Regions from separate parts of the Mus musculus genome. Here region 2 is linked to region 1. A link is a contact called in public promoter capture Hi-C data. All regions are on one chromosome and are shown on one strand. Each heading gives the region's core, a stretch centred on a gene start, on an enhancer-like site or on the middle of the called end of the contact. The rest is flanking DNA. Distances are from core to core; before and after follow the strand shown.

Region 1 (5,201 bases), core at 155-2,654:
CCCATCACCACCACCATCTCCCCCTGTACTTCCCCCACCTATAGCCCGGACCACACTCACCCACTGCAGCACCTTCACGAAGCCAAGGGGCTCCTTGACCACCCGGAACTGACCCCCAGCCACCAGCTGAGGAGAAAAACAGTGGGGAGGGGAAGGGGTGTGGGAAATAGGGATGGAAGTGAGGGGCCAGGCTGCCAAGCAATGATCCCTGGGGATAGGACATGTGACCCTCCGGGAGTGGGTGACATATGGAGAGGGAGTGAGGAGGAGAAAAACGACACTTTGGGGACGGAGTAAACATCAGGGTCTCAGCAGCCCCCCACCCCCAGGGCTCAGGAGTGGTGAAGTGTGAGGTGATGAGTCACATGGCAGAGGAGGTTGGGTGTAGAAAATAGATGGGGGTCCAGACTAGTTAGCGAAGGAAGGTCTGAACTGCTTAAAGGTGAGTCAGATTGGAGAAAAGGTTGAGTGGAAGAAGATGGGGTTCATTAGAGTGGGGGAGGGGGCACCAAGTGCTGAAGGTGAGTCACAACAGCAGAGGGGAGAGGTCTGCAGTGGTAAAGGTGAGTCAGATGACGATGGTTGTGTCTGAGGAGATGGGGATGGGGAGGGGTCGCTACCGGTTAGGGAGAAAGCCGATTTTGAGGTGACGAAGAAGAGGGAGATGGCGGAGGTGATCTCTTAAGGTGGGAAAGAGCTGGGGGCATGGGTTTACTGGACATGCGCTGAGAACGAGGAGTCTGGGGTTTTTTGGAGAGGCAAAATTGGATCGTCCTCCTCTAGATCTGCTCCGGGGGTGAAAGGGTCGTCATCTACCGGGGTGCATTCTTTTTGGGAGGGGCGGGTGCCAACCCTCCCCCACCCCGCCCCCACACCTTCTGTCGCTCTATTTCCTAGCTCATCTGCAGCCCCCCGAGTCATTTTTCATTATCCCCTCCCCTTCTCTACCCCTTTGCCCTCTTCCTAGACCCGAATCTCTCTTTTCCCCCTCCAGGTCGACAGTTCTTTTGGGGCATCTGGAGGCCCCCTCTGCGGCAGTGAGGACAGCCTTCGCTGCGGCAAAGAGCGCACTCCTTTTCTCCACCTCCCCCTTTCCCCTTGCCTGCTGCAGACCCCTAGCCCCAGCCCCAGCCCCAGCCCCAGCTCCAGCGACCGTATCTCTGCTCCCCTCGCCACCACCTCTCAGGGTTCGAGGGCCAAAGCCACCCAGATTTCTGCAAGCGCCGGGCTCTGTCCACGGTGCTGGAGCGCGTACCTGATTCACCACGTCCATGTCTGCCAGCAGCAGCATCAGCAATGCGGGGGGCGGAAGGTGCCTGGTAGCAAGGGCGGGCGCGGGGAGCGGCGGGGGCGGTGCGCGATCGTCGGAACAGCCCAGTCGGCGGCAGCCACGCCCCTTGCACCCTGCCTATCTTTTGAGCAAGCGCCTGCGCACCATGGCTCCCCCCCGCCCCATACTCCTCGCCCGCCCCAACTCGCCTGCGGCCATTCCATTCGGGAGGCTAGAGACTCTGGGTCTCTGAGCGAAGGGTCCTTTTAGAAAACAGGTAGCTCTGGGGGAGGGGGGTGGTAAGAGGACCGCTCAGTTCTACCGGATGACATTTTGCCAACCTGAGTCCTGTTTGTTAAGTGTGTTCTCTCATTTAATCCCTATGTAGCAGTGACTATTAGTCCTGTTTTTACAGATGAGGAAAATGAGTCTCCAGAGAGATTAAGTGACTTGCACAAGGTCACACAGCTAGGTAATGGCAGTGTTCAGAGTCCTTGCAGTTTAAACGTCTCCACAGTTTAAAGACAGTTCAAGGTCTAGAGGGTTCCTTTTGGAAAACCTGCATTTTAAGCACATCCAAACTCTAACCATCTCATTTTTTTTCTCTTCTTCTTGGTCAAATTATAGCCGACTATATAGTTTACCTTCTGTTTATTCCTTGGCCCTCTTTTAAAAATCCATGTATTTATTGTGTGATAGCTCCCTTTCTTTTAACAATACATTTATTTAGCATAGAGAGAGGGACGGAGGGAAGGGGAGGGGCAATCCTGTATAAGTGTGAGGAGAGGACTACCTGCCAGATAGGTTCTCTCATCTCACTGTGTGGGTTCTGCTGTCTCTTAACAGACTACTTACCTTCTTTCATGATACTAAAACTAGGCCCAGCACCCTCAGTGATGATTGCCATGTTACAAAATGCAAGGGAAAAAATATAGTTGAGATTAAAATCACCATTTTATACCCTTCTGTTGCTTGAATTTGGAAACATTTGACTGGATACCATTTATTTGTTTGTTTGTTTGTTTCTTTCTTTTTTTTTTTTGAGGCCGGTTTTTTTCTGTGTATCCCTGGCTGTCCTGGAACTTACTTGGTAGCCCAGGCTGGCCTCGAACTCAGAAATCCGCCTGCCTCTGCCTCCCAAGTGCTGGGACTAAAGGCGTGGGCCACCATTGCCCGGCTGTATATTTGAGATAGGATTTCACTTAGCCTGAGGCTGGCCATGCCTTTCCCAGGCAGCTGAGGATGACCTTATCCTCAGCTTATCCTTTTTCCTCCCCTGCCCAGGTGCTGGCATGTTATCTCTGCATCATGTGAGCTCTGGCTTTTTTTTTTCTCTGAGACAGGGTTTGTCTCAGTAGCCTTGGATGTCCTGGAATTCACTCTGTAGATCTCGGACTCATAGAGATCTGCCTGCTTCTGCCTCCAAGTGCTGGGACTAAAGGTGTGCGCCACCACTGCCCGGCTAGCTCTGGCTTTTATACTTTTCTTAACATTTAATTATTTACTGTGTGTATGTGTGGGTGCACAAGTCGAAGTCAGAAGACAGCTTTTGGGAGTCAGTTCTCTCCACCACATTGGTCCTGTGGATCTATCTCAGGTCTTCAGGCTTGGCCATCACTTTTACCTTCTGAGATATCTCCCTAGCCCCTGTACCTTTTATTTTATTTTATTTTATTTTATTTTATTTTATTTTATTTTATTTTTCTGAGACAGGGTTTCTCTCTGTAGCCCTGGCTGTCCTGGAATTCACTCTGTATAGATCAGGCTGGCCACGAACTTATAGAGATCTGCCTGCCTTTGCCTCCAAAATGCTAGGATTAAAGGCATGTGCCACCATGCCTGGCTCCCATATTTATTTACAAAACACAAGTATATAATAGATACTTCCCAATTGTTTGCGTTTTAGCTCTCGGTTGTTTGAATCTCATTTCTAATATTTACTCCTGTTTGATTTTGGACATGTAAAATGTTTTAAAATATTATGTGTATGATTGTGCTGGTTAAAAAAAGATAATTGCCAGGTGATGGTGGCACACGCCTTTGATTCCAGCACTCAGGAGGCAGAAGCAGGTGGATCTCTGTGAGTTTGAGGCCAGCCCAGTCTACAGAGTGAGTTCCAGAACAGCCAAGGCTACACACAGAGAAACCCTGCCTTTACCTCCCCTGCCCCCCACAGATAATCAACTACAGTGCACTTAGAATAGGGTTCATTTTACTATTTTGGAAGCCATTGACTTCTCACTGTTTTCCCCCTTTACCTTCCCTGCTAAGGTAACCATCGTTTCTGCTAATTTTAGCATCTCCAGTCTCTTTCCCTCTATTCTGTTTTCAGCATACCACCAGAGCATCTATTTAAAATGCACAGTTAACTGTGTCACTACCTTACTCAATGCCTTCCTATGGTTCCCCGTGCTTTTAGAGCCTAGCATTCAGGACTGCATGGTAGAGCCCCCAACCTTAGTTTTCAGTGGATTTTATGCTTCCGCTCTAACTTGCGCTTTCACCAGACGTTAGCCCAACTGCTCCAAGCCTTTGTTTCAAGTCCCTGTGTAACTGAGTTTGAGTCCTAGTCTTTGATTGTGGTTTCCCTCAAATTTTCTGGCTTGGTTGACTCAAGAGATAGAAATAAGAACTGCCTGTCTCACGAGTGAGGAGGGCTCTACTTCAGACACTCCCCACTGGTGATCCCGTTTGGCATCATTTGCTGTGCTACCTTCAATCCCTGTGGAGTGGAACCGACTCCCACTTTGGATAACTCTTGTCATATGTCCAAGTCTCCCCAGGTTGCTCCGAGGGAAAACCGTTAGCAAGGTGCCTGGCACACACTAAATGCCCAGTACACTTTCCTTGAGTGAATGATACCCCAAAGGCAGAACAAGAAGCAGAAGGAAGATCCCGTGCATCTGCGTAGGGAGGGAACGACTCTCAGGCGTTTCAGGAGGACCAAGGGGGTGGGGGCTGGGAATGGGTTCCACGGAGCTAGAAGCACCACTGTATGCTGTCATCTAGAATTTCTACCAATGGATTTAGACTTTTCTTGCCTTTCTCAGGCAGAGGTGGGAAATGGGAGACACTTATGATACTAATTCACCATCTCTGAAATTCTTGATGCTGTGCAGGGGACACGTCTGCTTAAGCCTCCAGGTCAGCTCCAACCTCTAGGCCTTTGCTCTGTCAAGAATCTTCTACAGCCTGTCCTTTGCACTGATCCGATCGAGCCTCTGTGATGTCTCTTCCTTTCCTTACTACCCAAACAGTATCTCTTCTCTTTACTTCCTCTTATCTGCCCAGTGCCCTCCTTCTCCCCGCACCTCCACTCTGTCTCCAGCTTTTTTTGGCTGCTGTCTCTTTCTCCTCCACCTCCTCCCTCCTTCCCTGACGCTGAATAATCAGGCCTAGCTGTCCTGGTTTCTGGAAATACTCATGTGTGGGCAGTGGCTGAGGGATGCAATAAGGGATGGATAGAAGCTGTTGGGCTGGCCCAGACTGCCAGTGCAAAGATACTAAGATTCAGCAGTGTGTGGTCCATGCCTGCCTCCCTCTGGGGGAAGGAAGGGCAGGGAGTTTATTGAGCAGTAGATGAGGGGTAAGGATTTAGAGGGCATGGACACAGGCCATCTCATCTCCCAGGTCCTCTTCATCAAAGCGGGAAAGAATAGACTCCTCATCACTGTAAAGGGAGGTGGTTCTCTGTGCCAGCAGGTCACTGGCAGCACTGTCCATCTCATCCAGGGTCAGGTGACATGCATCTGCAATCTCCTGCTTGGCCAGGGCCACAAATCGTGGGTCTTGGGCAAAGAGACCTAGGCCTTCGGAGATGAGCACCTGGGAGGGGGGCGTGGTCAAAGTAGGATTAGTGTTGATCCATGGCACAATGTGCACAGTGCAGGTCACTGTGAATAAATGACACACATGCAGCGCGCAGTGGGAC
Region 2 (5,217 bases), core at 2,430-4,929, 380 kb before region 1:
GGATTTGAACTCAGGACCTCTGGAAGAGCAGTCAGTGTTCTTAACCACTGAGCCACCTCTCCAGCCCTTGTTTTATTTTTTGAGACATGATCTCATGCAACCCAGGGTTGACTCAAAATCACTAAACAGCCAAAGGTGACCTTGAGCTCCTGACCCTCTATCAGTATTTAAATATTAGTGACGGTATTGCTTAAGTTATGGGATATCAAGGGGGAAAAGTCAGAGTGGCTCAAGGACGCCAACTCTTCTGGGCAAAAACCTGGCACCCATTCAGTTGTATACAGCATAGTCGTGCCAGGTTAGATGAACAGTTGTCTATTTATTGCCCTCATTTTGTGATTAGCATGGCTTAATGAGATGCATATGAGTGCCAAGTTCGCAAAGGGTGCGTCTTTAGTCACAGTTCTATTGCTGTGAAGAGACATGATGTCTACAGTAATATTTCTATTATCAGAGAAAACACTTCTTCTATGCTTGCTTACAGTTTCAGTTCATTATCATTATGGGGGAGCATGGCACAAGCATGGCATCATGGCACTGGAGATATAGTTGAGTACTACACCCAGATCTATAGGCAGGGAGAAACGATAGGGGCTGGTACTGGCTTGGGCTTTTGAAACCTCAAAGCCCACTCCCATGACATACTTTCTCCAAGAAGGCCACACCCGATCTTTCTCAAATAGTGCCATTCCCCGATGACCAAGCATTCAAATAACCTATGAGGGCCATCCTTATTCAAACCACCACAGGTGAGCTTTGCTGGATAATTTTAAGTGTCATATTAGCTGGGATGAAAGATGCCCCAGTTAAACATCATTTCTGGGTGTGTTGAAGTCTATGCAGATGGCCCTCCATCTTTGTGAATGGCTTTGTCCAACTCACTGAGGGTCTGGTCTGAATAGAACAAAAAAACAGAAGAAGGGGGATATGCTCCTTCTGCCGGATGGCTGGAATGTTCTCTTAACCCTAATTGAACTTCTCTCATTGTCCTTCTGGCTGTCATAGGTCCCCAGCTTTCAGGTGGCTTACGGGATTTTTCAGCTTCCATAATAATATGAGCTAGTGCTTTTAAATAATTAGTATGTTGGTTCTGTTCCTCGGAAGTATCCTTAGTAACACACCCGACAGTTTTACATAAGTGCACGAAGCAGTGGACACAGGGCTTATAGGGCTGATGAGGAAACCCTGTGAAAGGCAAAAGATTTGTGGCACGGAGGTTATGTGCTTACTGCTCTTCCAGAGGACCCAAGTTCAGATCTCAACACCTATACGCCAGGCAGCTTGAAACTGCCTGTAACTCTGGCTCCAGGGGCTTTGACACCTTCTTCTAGTCTCCATGGGCACCTGCACACATGTGGCACATACACACACATATGCATACATTTAAAATTTAATTTAGAAAAAAAAGCCTAAAACTGAAGAGAAGCCTTAGTGGGGAAAATCTAATAAATACCCACCTATACGTCAGGTTTCTGTGAGCCAAAGACCATCCTAGGCAGCTACATAAAGAGACTCCATCTCAAAAAGAACAAAGAAGCACCATTCATAGTCAATGACTGTTGCTGAGTGCTGTGGAGGATGTTGGCTTCCTATTGGACACAGAGCATCCACTAAGTACAATGCACAATACAAGCGCTCTGTGTATCCACATGCAGAGTGAAGTGCCCTTTACAAGACAAGCAAAAGAAAGCCAGATGTGAGCACACACAGCCCACATGCTCATGAGCCCACAGGAAAGTATCTAAAACTAAACAGCTGGAACTGACTCCAATGAAAGCCACTTTTTAAAAAAGATTTATTTGTTTTACATATATGAATGCTGTCTGCATTACACCTGCATGCCAGAAGAGGGCATCCAAACTCATCACAGATGGTCATAAGCCACCATGTGGTTGCTGGGGATTGAACTCAGAACTTTTGGAAGAGCAGCCAGTGCTCTTAACCACTGAGACATCTCTCTAGCCCCCCTAAATAGTCACTTTGTGGATGGGGCAGGGATGACCTGTGTAGTCCCTAGAAGTAGGTGGCACTCACTTGCATCTTTATTTCCCATGCTGGTGATCAAGTCCAGAGCCTGGTACTGCCAGGGCAGTCTACTACTGAGTCATTGAGCTCCACTACATGCCCAGCCTTTTTGGAGATAGAGTTTCACTATAGAATTTACTCTGTCACCCAGGCTGGTCTGGAACTCACACTTCTGCCTTGGCTTCCCGGAGGCTGGAATTGCAGATCTGTGCTCCAGCCTGGCTCTACAAAACTTGCCCCCCCCCCGCCCCCCTGTGCTGGCAATTGAACCTGGAGCCAGGCAAACATGCTACTGCTAACGCTAAATGTCCCTAGCATTTTTTTTTTCCAGAGCTGAGGACCAAACCCAGGGCCTTGCACTTGCTAGGCAAGTGCTCTACAACTGAGCTAAATCCCCAACCCCTGCAATTTTTTAAAATTTTATTTTCAGAGATGATCTTAATGATTTGCCCAGGTTGTCTTGAATTTTTTTAAAACATTATTTTATGGGCAGACATATTTTGCTAGCATGTATGTCTTTGTACCACTTGGATGTACGCTGCCTGAGGAGGCCAGAAGAGGGAGTTGGATTCCTAGGGACTAGAGTTATAGCCCTCACCATGTTGGGGCTGAGGATTGAACTGTGGTCCTCTGGAAGCATAGCCAGAGCTCCTAAGCTTTAAGCCAGTACCCTGGCCTCAAATTTTTGCTCCTTTTGCTCCAGCCTTTTGAGTAGCTAGGATTATAGGCCTTGGAAATAATTTTTAAAGGAAAACCATATGTTTAATAACACCCAGGGCACCCAGGTATGTACCCAGAGGCAAAAATCTCAGACTCACCTAACCCTGGTCCTGATAGGTAACCCATAGATAGAAAGCTTGTGAAAGCGAAGCAAATAGTGGTGGGGTGGGGAGGGGACCAAGCGTGGATAGGAATTGTGAGGCTTCAAATACAGCGAGACCCCCTTTCAAAAAAAAAAAAATCTTAGCTCAGGACTAGAGAGATGGTTTAGCAGTTAAAAGCATCTGCTGCTCTTCTGGAGTACCTAGGTTTGATTCCCAATCTGCATGTGGTAGCTAGCGTACAACCAGTTGTCTGTAAGGCCAGTTCCAGGATATCCAATGCCATCTTCTATCCTCTGCAATCGGAAAGCATGAATGTAGTGCAGAGACATGAAAGCAGGCAAAACACCCATAGCCATTTAAAAGAATCCTCACTCAGCTGCAGACCCACAAGCAACTCTTTCAGACACTCCATCCTAGTCACACACTACAAGGTGGATCGGAGCTCTCTCATAGGGCACTGCTAGTCTCAACACTCTCGATGGGTGCTTTCCTGGTTTTCTGTGTTCTTATGGATGATTGCTTAGCAGGACGTGACACATCTGGCAGTTGACAGAGAAGGACCATTAGGGACCAATCTCAACAACTTATCAAGACCCTCAGCTCCTCAAAAGAGGAAGCACTTATATTTGTACTTTTATTCTCAAGGCTGGCAGTGTTTGGCTTGGTTTTGCACTGCTAGAAGTAGAACCCAGGGTTTCTTCAGCACTGTTGTACCACTAAGCTGTACCCCGAGTTTCAGTTAGTCTTCCTGCTTTTCACCTCCTGCCTCTGTCCACACCCAATGTCCTCAGCTAGCACCTCCCATTCCTGCCCCTTGATCTCCAGGCACAGAGCCAGCCTCAGCCCCAACCTACCTGCCTTCCAGTCTACCAGGAAAGATGTGTGATCCAACATCTGAAAGTCAGGTAAGTGTGGGGTCGTGGAGGCTTTGGGGCATGAGTATTGACCAGGCTGGGGGTACCCAACCTGGGTCTGCTGACTTGCTTTCCTTCTCAGGGACACCCTTGTGGCTTTAGCTTCCTTGGGCTTTTCTTAAAGATAACCAGAGGGCAGCAGAAGCCCTGCTTGGGCTTGTGGAGGGCTCGGGTTTAAGGGTTGGCCGCTCTCTCTGGGTGCTTCACTGGGGAGACAGTTCAGCTTCAGACACGTAGAGACACCCAAAGGTGGTTCCTGGAGAATGCCCATGAGGCACTCAGGACAGAGCTGTGTCAGAAGGGCCCCCGAGAAACAATGACCTTGAAGCTGGTCAAAAGACTCAGAGGCCCTGAAAGGCTGGAGGGAACCTTTAAGAGGACTCTGGAGCAGACCAAAGGAGGGAGGCCGTGCTGTCCAGGGCACTGACTACTCAGAGAAATGGATGAGCTTATTTTCTAGACCCTCAGCACTGGGGGTGCCCCAAAAGCAGTACTTCGGGGGAACCATGCAGATAGAAATGCAGATTGCAAAAGTAAAAATAAAAAATAAAAAATCCTAGCTGGGTGTGGTGGTGCACTCCTTTAATCCCAGCATTCAGGAGGCAGAGGCAGGCAGATTTCTGAGTTCGAGGCCAGCCTGGTGAGTTCCAGGACAGCCAGGGCTATACAGAGAAACGCTGTCTCGAAAAAAATAAAAAACAAATCAAATAAATAAATAATAATAAAATAAAATAGAAAATCCTGAAAGTCAGTGACCGGAACTGGGAAATGAACAGCTTTGCTTAAACCATTAAAATAAATAAGAGGGGAGAGATGAGCACAGAGATGGAAAGAGAAAGCAAATGTGCAATAAAAATCGGCTATGTTCAGGGCTGCTGCTTCAATCAGATTCAGAAAATACTAGTAATTTCTCTTTACACCATAGACACGAGGAGAAAAGCATAAAGTAGTTATATCAGGAACTAAACAGGGCGCTCATACAGATTCAACAAACATTTTCAACAGGACTATTTTTAATTCATGTGTATGTTAGTGCAGCTGCCTATAGTGGCCAGAAGAGGGCACCAAATCCCGTGGAGTCGGGGGTTACAAGCCTTTGTAAGCTGCCTAGCATGAGTACTAGGAATCAAATTCTGGTCCTTTGGGAAAGCTGTGAACACGGAGCCCCAAATAGGATTGGAAAACCTAAAACAAAATATACAGCTTTCTCTTCCAGGGGCCTGAATGCCCCTTAGTTACTTCTTTGGTTAGTTGGTTGGTTTAGGGTTTGGGAAACTGACTGTTTCCCAAGTAGATATCTGAATGGCTCGCATGCACAGACATTTTTCCTTTAAAACAATTAATTTTGTGCCAGGAGGTGGTGGCACAGGCCTTTAATTCCAGCACTAGGAAGGCAGAGGTAGGTGGATCTCTGAGTTTGAGGTCAGCCTGGTCTCCAAAGTCAGTGTGAACAG

What was found. Promoter capture Hi-C pulls out the DNA fragments that hold promoters and counts their contacts.
Region 2: a promoter capture Hi-C map of pre-B cells shows a contact between it and region 1, with 4 times the contacts expected there. The contact joins the promoter of Glod5 here to the promoter of Syp in region 1. A contact is called at or near these places in 3 of 39 promoter capture datasets (liver, pre-B cells and stem cell-derived epiblast-like cells) and 1 of 9 other capture datasets (adipose tissue).

The regions. Positions count from the first base shown.
Region 1 is chrX:7,634,783-7,639,983 of GRCm38.p6, reverse strand. It overlaps Syp (synaptophysin), which reads right to left and starts at 1,404. Exons shown (of 7, transcript NM_009305.2): 1 at 1,256-1,404; 2 at 61-126. The coding sequence starts at 1,291. Cacna1f (calcium channel, voltage-dependent, alpha 1F subunit) reads right to left here. Exons shown (of 48, transcript NM_019582.2): 48 at 4,788-5,095. The coding sequence ends at 4,865.
Region 2 is chrX:8,016,954-8,022,170 of GRCm38.p6, reverse strand. Glod5 (glyoxalase domain containing 5) reads left to right here and starts at 3,679. Exons shown (of 4, transcript NM_027227.2): 1 at 3,679-3,754. The coding sequence starts at 3,728. The region is part of intron 2 of Gm39488 (a long non-coding RNA gene); the gene reads right to left.